2 separate regions of the Rattus norvegicus genome follow, and region 1 is linked to region 2. The links are chromatin contacts, called in public Hi-C maps. All regions are on one chromosome and are shown on one strand. Each heading gives the region's core, a stretch centred on a gene start, on an enhancer-like site or on the middle of the called end of the contact. The rest is flanking DNA. Distances are from core to core; before and after follow the strand shown. Region 1 overlaps LOC102557053 (a long non-coding RNA gene). Region 2 holds the start of Id2 (inhibitor of DNA binding 2).

The links. Hi-C and Micro-C count contacts between places; a contact is called where the count stands out from the background.
Region 1: a Hi-C map of frontal cortex shows a contact between it and region 2, with 1.7 times the contacts expected there. The contact joins the enhancer-like site here to the promoter of Id2 in region 2. A contact is called at or near these places in 1 of 12 Hi-C or Micro-C datasets (frontal cortex) and 1 of 1 datasets of contacts at active chromatin or transcription factors (oligodendrocytes).

What each region holds. Positions count from the first base shown.
Region 1 is chr6:47,842,508-47,848,063 of GRCr8, forward strand. LOC102557053 (a long non-coding RNA gene) reads left to right here. Exons shown (of 5, transcript XR_005505831.2): 5 at 955-5,499. Among named protein-coding and RNA genes, the nearest start is that of Id2, 370 kb to the left of the region's middle. Within about 2 kb of position 2,589, at least 1 of the 93 cell types and tissues checked has an H3K27ac peak or open chromatin away from gene starts, as enhancers often do.
Region 2 is chr6:47,468,932-47,474,787 of GRCr8, forward strand. It overlaps Id2 (inhibitor of DNA binding 2), which reads right to left and starts at 2,064. Exons shown (of 3, transcript NM_013060.4): 1 at 1,653-2,064; 2 at 1,299-1,362; 3 at 231-487. The coding sequence starts at 2,000. The coding sequence ends at 1,306.

The sequences.
Region 1 (5,556 bases), core at 1,339-3,838, 370 kb after region 2:
TTTGATTATTGGACGCTCTGACCTCTTACATTAAAAAAAAAAAAAAGATCTTCGTGAGTCTTTGATGGGGGAGAAGAGAAGGAAACAGGTTGCTTGTGTCACCCGGGACTGCATGTGATGCTTGGTCCACCTATAAGAACTCTGAAGGCTCATCTTCTAGAGCTAGCATTCAGTCATCAGAGGAAGTTCGAGTCATCATGCACTTGCGAGGATTTTGTCACGCACGGATTGGTACCTGGCAGGCTCCGTCTTTCCTAGGATTTCTGCCACCAACTGTCACTACATTGTTTTCAATTTGCACATCCCCGTCACTGCCAAGCTTGAAGTACCTCTGTGCAACTTGTAATTACAGAAATGCTCCCATGGCCCCTCCCCAAGTCCCCAGAGGCTAAATTTGCACATGTTGACAAAGTAATTCCTTGATTTTGTTTTCCAACGAGCACTATTGTAAACAGCCAGTCAGTGTCAGAAACAAGCAGTGCTTCCTTCTCCACAGCTTAATTGTTCTCTTCATTTCCAGGTTCTTCATCTTCTATGAAACATGGCGCTCTCCTGTGTCTTGTATGTAAATAGAGTCATGAGAACATTAAGGTTGTTTAAAAGCTCAAGACAAATGACACATGGAGGTTTCTTGGGTTCTCCCTGGGGGTCCTGCTGTTGGTCCCCAGAAAATATAAAATAGGGGATCAAAGACAGAAAGGAGCCATGGGGCATTCTGGAAATGTTGTCAGGGTACCCGGGCACTGAGCTGCTTCTTCCAATGACCATTTCTTGTTGGCACTTTGACCATCTGCCGTGGTTTCCAGCCCTATAGGGGCAACCTTACACATAGCTGATATGGTCTCTTGGTTATAGTGCACCCCAGTGACCAGACATCATGAAGTCAATACCGGTCTAGCTTTTGTTCAAGTCCCAGGCCACCACCTGGCCCCTGACTGTCCTGTGTCTTTTCAGGTCTTTCTCCTGGATGTTTGTCAGTTTTATTCTTCTGACTTCGACCTTCGGCAGGAGCCAGCCAACACGGAAAAGCACACAAAGGATCCACACCATCCTTGGAAACAACAAACCAGAATCTTTCCGCCAGCCTCCTGCTCAGAGAACCCTGGCTCTCACCTTTTTTCCTTGCATAAACCTTCACAACCCTTCTAAGCGGCATTTTCTGTTTCTCAGGGGCTATTTACCTTGGTTTGCTCCATGCTCCCCTGCACCGATTCCAACCAGAGTGGCCACTATTTTCCTACGATTCAGGTTAGGATGCTGCTCAGTTCTTACTTTTCTTGGATTTTGGAAGCATCTAACAGGGTCACTTGAGCAGCTAGTGCTGGTCTGGCACCTGGTAGGCAAAGAGGAGCAGAGGGGGGTAAGGGGTAGTCTGCTCCAGCGGTACTCTGCCAGTGTCAGTTCCATCCTCACCCTCTACCCAACATTCAGCCGCCACCTTTCCCCCTCAGTGGTTGGGTTAGGACTCACACCTACACCATGCACTATCCCTCCATCATCTTAACTCACTTGGTTGTAGGTGGTAGGTGTAGGTGAGAAGGTCTGAAGATGCTTCTCTCGGCAGGCAAGACACATTCCTTCAGGCTGCCTCTTCTGTCTTCTCTGGAGCAGTTAGTGCTCTATCTTCCCTTACATTTTTCTAGCATGTTTAGTGGCTAACACATAGATTAAGCTAGAAGTTGCCATTTTTTTCCTACAAAAGGATAGATCATAGATTTTTTTTCCAGCTTCTGTAGGCCTTGGGGTATCTGTTTCCTCTAGTCAGCTCTGCTGTAGTATGACAGCAGTCATGGTCCCATGTGGGAGTGACTGATGCCATCATTGCAAACCGTAAGGCTGATAGAATCCAGTCTGAGAACAAACCTGTCCATAGAACAAACAAGCTTTGTGCTTTGATAGCTCTCTTTATAAAAAAAAAAGCAGAAAATAAATTCATCATATTATTATTGCTTTTTCTAGGATATCAACGTTGACTGTATGTTTGTCTGACTTCCTCTGGTCCTAGAATGAGCCGGGTTTCTTGTGAATGCAGCTTCAATTTGATGAGCATGTTGACACATCACCTCTAAGGACTGGTGTTCCTTTTCAGTCCTGCTCATAGATTCCTTACATGCCAACGGGGCATGCGACAGTGGCTCTCAGAGCTGCCGACTTGGTATTGGACTGTTCATTTTTAAAGGCTGTTTTCTCTCAGAAGGTGGTTTTTTTTTTTTTTTTTTTTTTTTTTTTTTGATGTCAACATAAATAGCGTTTGACATTTCACAGTAGCGTTAGCAATAACCACCCAGTGGAGGGTGGGCAGGAGAGGCAGCTGGACGTGTGGAGGAGGCCTGGTTTTGTGGGATCCCATGGTTATTACTCTTAGTGGAATAAGGATTGTGGGAGCAATCACCTCATCTTTGGCTCCATTTAGCGTCCAACAGGGAAGATGTGATCGATCACCTCACGGGCCACAGAAGACTCTCCAGCACTGGGGATGACTACAGTGCATTCCCTGGAGGTGGTCTGACAGGAGTGTCTACCACGCGCCAATCTACCTAGTGTGACCCAGTGACCTGCTCTATTGCCGCTCGCTGCCATAGGTGGGCTGTGCCTATGTTCGTCACTGTAAACCAAGGGGAAATCCTGGCAACTCTACCCAGCTCTCTGACAGCGGAAGTAGATAATTTGATCAAAGCAAAGAGGGTCCCAGGTCTGCCTCAGCCGAGGCCCTTTATTTACAGGCAGCTGGCGTCTCGCTCCCACCTCTGGATGAGGCAGAAAAATACCACAATGAACGCACATTTATATGCGTTGCCTGGAGTGTGGAAAATCAGGAGAGAGACTTTCAGAGAGTAAGAACTTACACATTATGCCTCTGCAGTCACTTCAGGCTATTTGGCTAAAACTCCTTCTGTGTATAGGGATATAGGTTGGATTTAACCCCAAAGTAAATCTTTTACATCCAAAATTAAACACCGTGTAGGGCGGAAGAATTTTTTTTTCGGAGATTTTTATACTCTGTAATTTCTTGAAGGAGTTTCATGCCTTATTTTTTTTAGTCACTTCAAAACGTATCGCAAGCTTATGAATTCTACCTTGGATCTCCCATTCCACCATCTGGGACACGAACAGGACTGGAGGAGCCCCAGCGTGACATTTCTGGGTATTTTCTAAGTTGTTTTTTGTTGTTCACTTGGTGAGATATGGAGAGAGCATATGTAGGGTAGTGACTCATCTCCAGGGAAGATTTCTGGGGATGCGATGCCTTCAGTTTGTAGTTTCCCAGTTGTAACCTGCTGAAGCTTTCGCAGAGGAGACCGTCTTTGTTCTGTTTCAGACTTTCAGATGAGTGACCCAAGAGCAGCTTTCTGAGCCCAAGTTCCCCTCTCATTTTGGCTTTGTGTCACTCTCACTGTACCCCCCCCCAATATCCCTGGGCCTTACTCATTAGTATATCACCCCATTCAGGTAGCGGGGGAGCGACAGTCAGCTGAACACAACTCTCAGTTAGCACTGAGGCATTAGGGTGTGTCCAAGTGATTGGATGTTATTAAGTCCGGAAGAACGTGTCAATGAATAGACGGCCACATGTGTCTTAGTGATGGCAAAGGTTAATTCAGGCAGCATAAGCTGTTGATGACAAGGACTAACTTTGTAGGAGATTAAGGCCAGGGATATGTGCTACAGGCTTTGATGTACAGGCATCATTCAGAAACCAGCCTTAATTTACTAAATGGTAAGGGATCCGTGTACCCTTGCTTTAGAGAGTCCATCCTTTATGTTTGGCTTCAAAGCACCAAAGACAGGAAATGTGTTTGAGATGTAGATTTCTTTCACAACAAAATGATAATGTGAGAAGCTTGCACTTCTTCTTAGATTGCAATCGTAAGCATTTATTTTAGACTCATAGCATGGAAAACGGTGAAGTGTGAGAAACTGTCTTGTTTAGTTTAAGACTTTTTACACAGATTTATGTAGAGGTATATGTGCATGTGTGCATGTGTGTATGAGTGTGCACATACATGTGTATATGTGCATGTGTATTTACTTGCCTATGTGGGTGTATGTGTGTGTTAGTGTAGAGAACAACTTGCAGAAGTTGATTTTTTTATTAAGTGGGTTCTAGGAATCGAACGTGGTTGGCAGTATTGACAGCAAGAATCTGCTGGGTCTTCTGAGAGGCCCTGGTTTAACTGCAATCCATTACAATGCTTGTGTTGGTAAAGTTTGTTGTCAACTTGACACAAGCTTGAGTCATCTGTAAAAGGGAGTCTCAGTTGAAGGCTGGCTTGTGCGCAGGTCTATGGAATATTTTCCCCAATTAATGACTGATGTGGGAGGAGTCAGCCTGCTGTGGGCAGTGTCATCCATGGAAGAGTCATGGAGAGAATAAGAAGGCAGGCTGAACAAGCCACAGGGAGCAAGACAATTAGTAGCATCCTCCATGGCCTCTGTGTCAGCTCCTGCTTTGAATCTTTGTCCTGATTTCCCTCCTTAATGGTCTATGACATACAAGTGTAATCCAAATAAACCCTTTTCTCTCTGTGTTGCTTTTGGTCAGAATGTTTTATCACAGTGGTAGAAAGAAAACTAGGACAATGTTCTTTGTCAGAAGTGTTGATGCTACGTGGTTCAAGAAAAGACTCCAGGATGGACGCAAACATACACTGTAATCCTAGTTTCAAAAATCTATCTTCAATGGCAGGCTGAGTCATATGAAGTGGCTATTTTGTACGTTGAAATTATTTGAAATCAGCAATTCTACATGGTTCAAAATGCCAATGGCACAGGCTCAATGGACAAGAGAAACTACATATGAAATATATATGGGTACGCAGATATGTGCATATGTGCATGTGCACACACGTGGGATTGGGTGACACAGAGACTGACACAGAGAGAGAGAGGGGAGGGGAGAAGGAAGGAGGGAGGGAGAGAGAGACTTAGTAAGCATTCTTAATGGTAACTATGGGAATAGGATTTTATCTTTTCCTCATCTCTATCTCTAGAGTGAGTGCTCCTCCCTTTCCCCTTTGAGTGCTGTACAAGTTCAGCCTTTCACAGTGAGGAGGAGCCTGCAGTGAGAGCGCACTTACACGATGATCTCTTAGTCACTTTAAGGACATCGGGGCTCTGGTTTCCAGAGCCCTTTAGAAATACCCAGATTTGGAGAGAAGTGGGCCGGTTTCCTTTCCTTTCTGGCTAAAGTCTACCTTGTGCACACAAGGATGGGGTACAAGTAGGCATCCAAACCTATCTGTGAATGGTTTCCAAACTGAATGCACGGGGGAGAGATAACTAATCGTTGCTTACCGACATTCTGCAATGCTGCCGATTTCCCCTTAGTGAAACCGATAGGCTTGTTCTCCGAAAAGCAGATGGCTGGATTAGATAGCCATAGGACAGGAAGGAGTAAAGAAGGAAAATGAAAAAGCTGCTGGTTTGTTGAGAAGCACCTTCCTAATTCTCCTGAATGGGCACTTAGACTCTTGGGTAAATGCCACACTTTGTATATTGTTAAGGAAATAAATCTAAAAGTTTATTGTATTTGAGTCCATAGATGGTCCAGAATTT
Region 2 (5,856 bases), core at 814-3,313:
ATAAATATATACACAGCATTCAGTAGGCTCGTGTCAAAAAGGCCATTTCTGACCAAAGACTTCATTTAAGTAACCGAATACTGGGTCCTTCTGGTATTCACGCTCCACCTTTGAAAAAAGGCAAAGTCTGCTTAGATTGGGCAATTCCTTGTGATTTTTTTTTTTTTTTAACATTTTCGCTCCCCATGGTGGGAATAAGTATATAAAGAAAACCTTCCGACTGTAGAAAGGGCATTGAAAGTCTCTCATAAATAACGGTTATCACAGTCCAGGCCGGAGAACACCTGGGGGAGATGATCACTCTTAGTTTTCCTTCCGTTTTCTTTTTAAAAAGGTCCATTCAACTTGTTCTCCTGGTGAAATGGTTGATAACAAAGCAGAACAAAACAACAGTCTTAAAAGATCCTGTAGACTTCTTGTTGTGCAAAAGAAAAAGAGAAAGTAAAAATAAAAAAAAAAAAAAAAAAAGGAAAAAGTCCCCAAATGCCTGCAAAAGATCGGGAGAGAGAAGGCAGTTTAGGAGATTGTAACCTAAGGGCAGGGGCGGGCAGCCTGGCGCCAGAGGAAGCCACAGTTTGAGCTTTTAACCAAACCCTGGCGTCCAGATGCGGCGCACATACCCGGCCCCAACAGCACAAATTAAACATGAAAATAGCAGAGACTCAAGGGGAAAACTTCCCAAACCCAGTCTCCCATTTGGATCTCTAACAGCGCGCTCACAGGCGCCAGTCTGCTTCTTGTAACAATTATTTGATTGAAAACAGCCCTTTGGTTAACAGATAGGGAAAGCTGGATCCCGGAGCACAGGGGTAAGGCTCCGGGTAGCCGTCTTCAGCTAGCCAGAGAAATCTCAGAGGACTTCAGTTTTGGGGGAAGAGAACACTATGGAATTTGTGGCGATAAGATTAATTAGAGCTGAGGTTAGTACCTCATAGCACCACCACTGGGCTCATAAAAGCCAATAACACTTTGTCCTGACACCTTCATAGTAAGTTACTGGCATTTATATTCATATTCATTCTCTCTCTCTCTCTCTCTCTCTCTCTCTCTCTCTCTCTCTCTCTCTCTCTCTCTCTCTCTCTCTCTCTCTCTCTCTCTCTCTCTCTCTCTCTCTCTCTCTCGGCAACTGTTCCGTAATCCGGAGCAACCACAGCGACAAGCCCCTTCATGCCTCTCTGGAAGGACAAGCGGCACCCGTAACACGGTGAAGTAAGCATGCATTTACCAAACCAAACATTTAACAGACACACAAGTACATTACCGAAGCGCGCACACAGGAGGCACCCGCAAACACTCACCATTTATTTAGCCACAGAGTACTTTGCTGTCATTCGACATAAGCTCAGAAGGGAATTCAGACGCCTGGAGAGAAAGAGGATAAAAAGCAGGATATTAGGCAATCTTAAAGGAAGGTAGCCCCCTCCTCCCTTTACGAAAGTGCCAACAAGTCCCATTAAACAGGTTCATGCTACAATGCAGATCCAGACGCAACCCACACAGAACTTAGAAGTAGCGATTTCTTACATGACGCTCAATGCACAGTTTTCTTAAAAATAAAGTTAATGAACCTGTCTCTACGATGGGCTTTAAGAGTGACAGTTTCGGACGACCGGGAGCATCTGGGCAGCGGGGTACTTGCAAGCGAGTCTCACCTGCAAGGACAGGATGCTGATGTCCGTGTTCAGGGTGGTCAGCGGCGTCCTGGACGTTTGGTTCTGTCCAGGTCTCTGGTGGTGCAGGCTGACGATAGTGGGGTGCGAGTCCAGGGCGATCTGCAGGTCCAAGATATAATCGATGACGTGCTGCAGGATTTCCATCTTGGTCACCTTCTTGTTCTGGGGGATGCTGGGCACCAGTTCCTTGAGCTTGGAGTAGCAGTCGTTCATGTTGTAGAGCAGACTCATCGGGTCGTCCACCGGGGTTTTGCTCCGGGAGATGCCCAAGCTGTGGTCCGACAGGCTGTTTTTCCTAACGGACCTCACCGGACTGAAGGCTTTCATGCTGCTCGTAGGAGGAAAGGCCGGGAGGGAGCCGCCGCAGGGGGCTGAGGTGGCTGCGCCGCACCAGGCTCTGTTCAGAATGAAGCGCGAGCCGGGCGGGGCGTCTTTTATGTGCACTCGCCCTGGCCGCTCAATCGGGCATCCCTGAATCGCCATTGGTGGGAGGGGTGCCGTCCATCATACCAGGCGAATCCTCCCATTGGTGAGTGAGAGCTCTCGGTTCTTCCGCGTTCGCAGCCAATGCCCGTGGGGTGGGAGGAGCGGGCGAGAGCCCAGCTGGGGTGGTAAATTGAGTACAGTGTGCGCTGGGCACCCAGGGGGCCTGAGTGTGCAATTGTGCCCTCCTGATTCTAATTTCCAAAGCTGGCAGGACCCCTGCCCCGGGGGTGTGCCCGGAGCTAGCTATCCCCGCCCCAGGGTTTCCAGCAGCCCCGCGGTCTCAGCACAGCAGACGGGAAGTCACAGGTCGCTAGCGTTAGGGAGACAGCGACCGTGGCAGAAGGGAAAAGAAGCGCGCCTTTGGGAAGTCACATTTGTGGAGTTCCTTCTTTTAAGATAAAGCAAAAGCTATTTAAGGGGAGGAGGGGCGGGAAACCTACCCACATACACATTCACGGCAGGTTTAGCGTGGGATTTTGCAACTTGGAGCAACGCGGGAGGCCTTCTCGGAAACTCAGTGACACGAATTGTAGGGAGCACTGTGCGGTCTCCCTCAGACCACAGAGGAGCCCTGAGGGACCTGGTACGTCCGGGACCCCCCCTCCTCCTCGAGAACGAGGCAGAGTTAGTATAATGACTCCATTAATCGAAGGTCATTAGTGGGGTTTGCACACTGGAACTACATTTACATACATTGCCCTTGGTCTGTGCCCTTCAGTGTAGGTGGCAAAGTGATGCGATTAATTATGCGCAAATCGTGATTTCTGGTGTCAACATTCCAGCACTTACAGCTCTTGGGAAGCTCTTTGTCAGGTAGGTGGTCCTAGCTACTGACTGACAGCTTATCGCTGTTTTTAAAGAAAATTCTGTTACGTACGAGGTTTGGAATCTTTCAGCACCCCTCCTAGATGCAGCTACATTTTGAAAAAGTTTGGAGCTCTTGACTCCAACGCTTTAATTTCTGAATTCTTGTTCTGCTGAAGACTACTGTATATTAGTCGTGTATTAGAGGAAAACAATATTTATCTTAAGCCCAGAAAGGGTTTTTTTGGTCTCAATCTCCCACATCCTCTGAATGCAATAAAGAGAAAGAATGCAGAATCCGGGCAAAGCTCCGTGGTGAAGAAACAGTATTTTCCCTTCAATTAATGATTAATTCCTCAGCTGGTGGGCCAGGCAGTCTCTGACCTCCACGTGACAGCCATGTGCCCCAGGGCTTCTCTCTAAGGAGGCAGAGTCCGGTGGTGTAGTGGTGGTAAAATCCGGCCATCTCAGTTTGGAGGCTGCAGGACTCTCTGCCCTGCAGAGAAATCTGCACAAGGCTTGCACTGCCTCCTGAAACTCAGTGACAGTGTTCTATTGACAACTGTCCTGTTATTAAGCTGGTAGTGATTTACTATCTGAGTCCCCCCACAGTTCGAGCCTCTTGATGTACTTTGTGTGCATGTGTTTCTGTCACATACGTGCCACAGCGGAACAGATTTTGTTTTGACACTTTTGGTTCATGATGTTATACTCTGAGTATTTTACAATAATAGCCAATGTAAACAAACATCTCTGGGATTCTCAAATTATTACTTATGATTCTTGGACATTGCATCTCTGCGGTACTGACGCATTCTTAGCTTTTTCCAAGGACACCGTATGTTAGCACCGGTGCCAGCCTCATTATTCCAACAGAAAGGCCCTGGGCTGGATGATAATGAGCGCTGTGCAGCATCGCTCGACACACTGGCAGCGACGACGCATGAGCGCCTTCTCCCAAGACCATTCCTGTACCCTGATATAGTAAAATTGCTAAATATGGTGAAAGTTTTCTGGCGTTTCTTTCTCTGGCTGTCATGCCAGAGTCCAGTCTGCCGGGCTGCGCTGAATCGGATTCTGTTGGCACACTACCCAGTTTTTGCATTCATTTAAAGATCATTTTAAGGGGATTGTGAAACTGTATAAGTTAATGACTGAAAAGGACGGAGTTACCAGTAAGTCTGTCACAGCAAGCCTGGGCTGACATTTCTTAAAATTATGTTTTGGGGCTGGGGATTTGGTGGGAACCCTTTTCGGGACGGCTTATAATGGTATATAAAAATCGGTTCATTGGTGTGGATTTTCATCTGAGAGCCCTGAAGTTCAAATGGTCCCAGCTGCAGGACGCGCCCAGATGCAGAAAGGGCGGGATCCGTGGGTGGTGGGAAGGTGTGAAGGGCTTCCGGCGGTGTGTGTGTGTGTGTGTGTGTGTGTGTGTGTGTGTGTGATATTGGCCGCCCCTGCTACCCACCGGGACGCCCCCCATTTAAAGCAACAGACCCGCTTGGAGTTGCCCGAACCCTGCTACCAGCCCCCCGGATCCCCCACCATGTCCAGGCCACGCGCGATAATCAGAAGCAGGTCCCGGCCCAGCCACCTTGGCTACTATCCCCGCGTGATGCCACGAGGGCGGGAGGAGCCGGCTTGGCGGGGGCGAGTCTCAAGGTCTTCTCTGCACATCTGGCGCAATTGGGAGCTCTCGCCTTTCTTCCCCTCGGTTTTGTTCTCACAGCTGTGTCCATTCCGCCCGTGACCCCCCGAGTGATCCCTGACAGGTGATGAATTGGCAGCAGCGGCGGCGGCAGCGGCGCGCGGGCCAGGCCGCGGCGGGGCCGGAGCCGGAGCCCCGGAGCAGACTCTCTGGCGCCAGGCGCGTGACGCCGCCCATTCACGCCGCCCTGCAGCCTTGTCCTCGCGGCGCCGCTCAGGCGGCTGCCATGGTAACCGCGCCGTCACTCAGCGCGCGCGCCCAGCTGATCAATGCCTGCAAGGCCCGGCGGTCCCAGGCTCGCCCTGACCGGGCCGTCAGCCTGCGCGCACCTGCAGCCTCTGCACGTCTTAAGTTTCGAGTGATTTGGGGGAAGAAGGAAGACCGAGAAGAAAAGAATAGGGGAAAAAAAGGGGGGGGTGTAAAAGAGGAGGAGAGAAAAAAAAATAAAAAAGGCCGGGAGAGGGAGAAGAACTCTTCCTTCGCAAAAGGGGATGGGGGGTGTGGGTAATGCGGCTTAGACCTTGCCAAAGCAAAAGGTTTTGCTTTATTTCATTTGTTTTTGCAATAGAGGCGTGGAGCTGGCGGGAGGGTAGCAGTGGATGCAAAGGAGGTCACTGTCTCTTCGCAGGACAAGATTTATTTATTCCTCTGGATCTTCTTGGTTCTCGCCCGGATGGCTTTGACTCCAAAAGAAAAAAAAAGTCTTTGAAGGACCCTTATCCTCGGCCCCCTCACCCCCCACCCCCACCCCGCGCCCGGTCCTACTGACATCCTCTTAGGAATCCTTAGTGGTTATGCAAAAAGCATCAGACTTTTCCCGAACAGCCCCTCCTCCACCCTGAGAGGTGGTAGGATGCACTGCTGCCTGAGGTCTTCTAGCCACTCTTGAGACTCAGCGTGCAGCTCCCGCATCTGCGTGCTCATTTCCGCTAGGAGAGCGGCGGGGGGTGAGAGGTGTGGCGGGGGCTGGGGGGCGCAGGCCTAGCCCCTTCATAGTGTGAGTTTTTTCCTGACATCACCTAGAATCCAGAAACTTGTAAGTCAGCCTGGAGACACAGACACCTCCTCTGTCCGGGTTTATCTCCAGGGAAAGCTCCCTTTTAGGAACCAGATGCCAACACTTCCGGATAGTTTATGGCACCCGGATCCCTCAAGGGTGCTCATCCACCGCTGAGAGTGTTA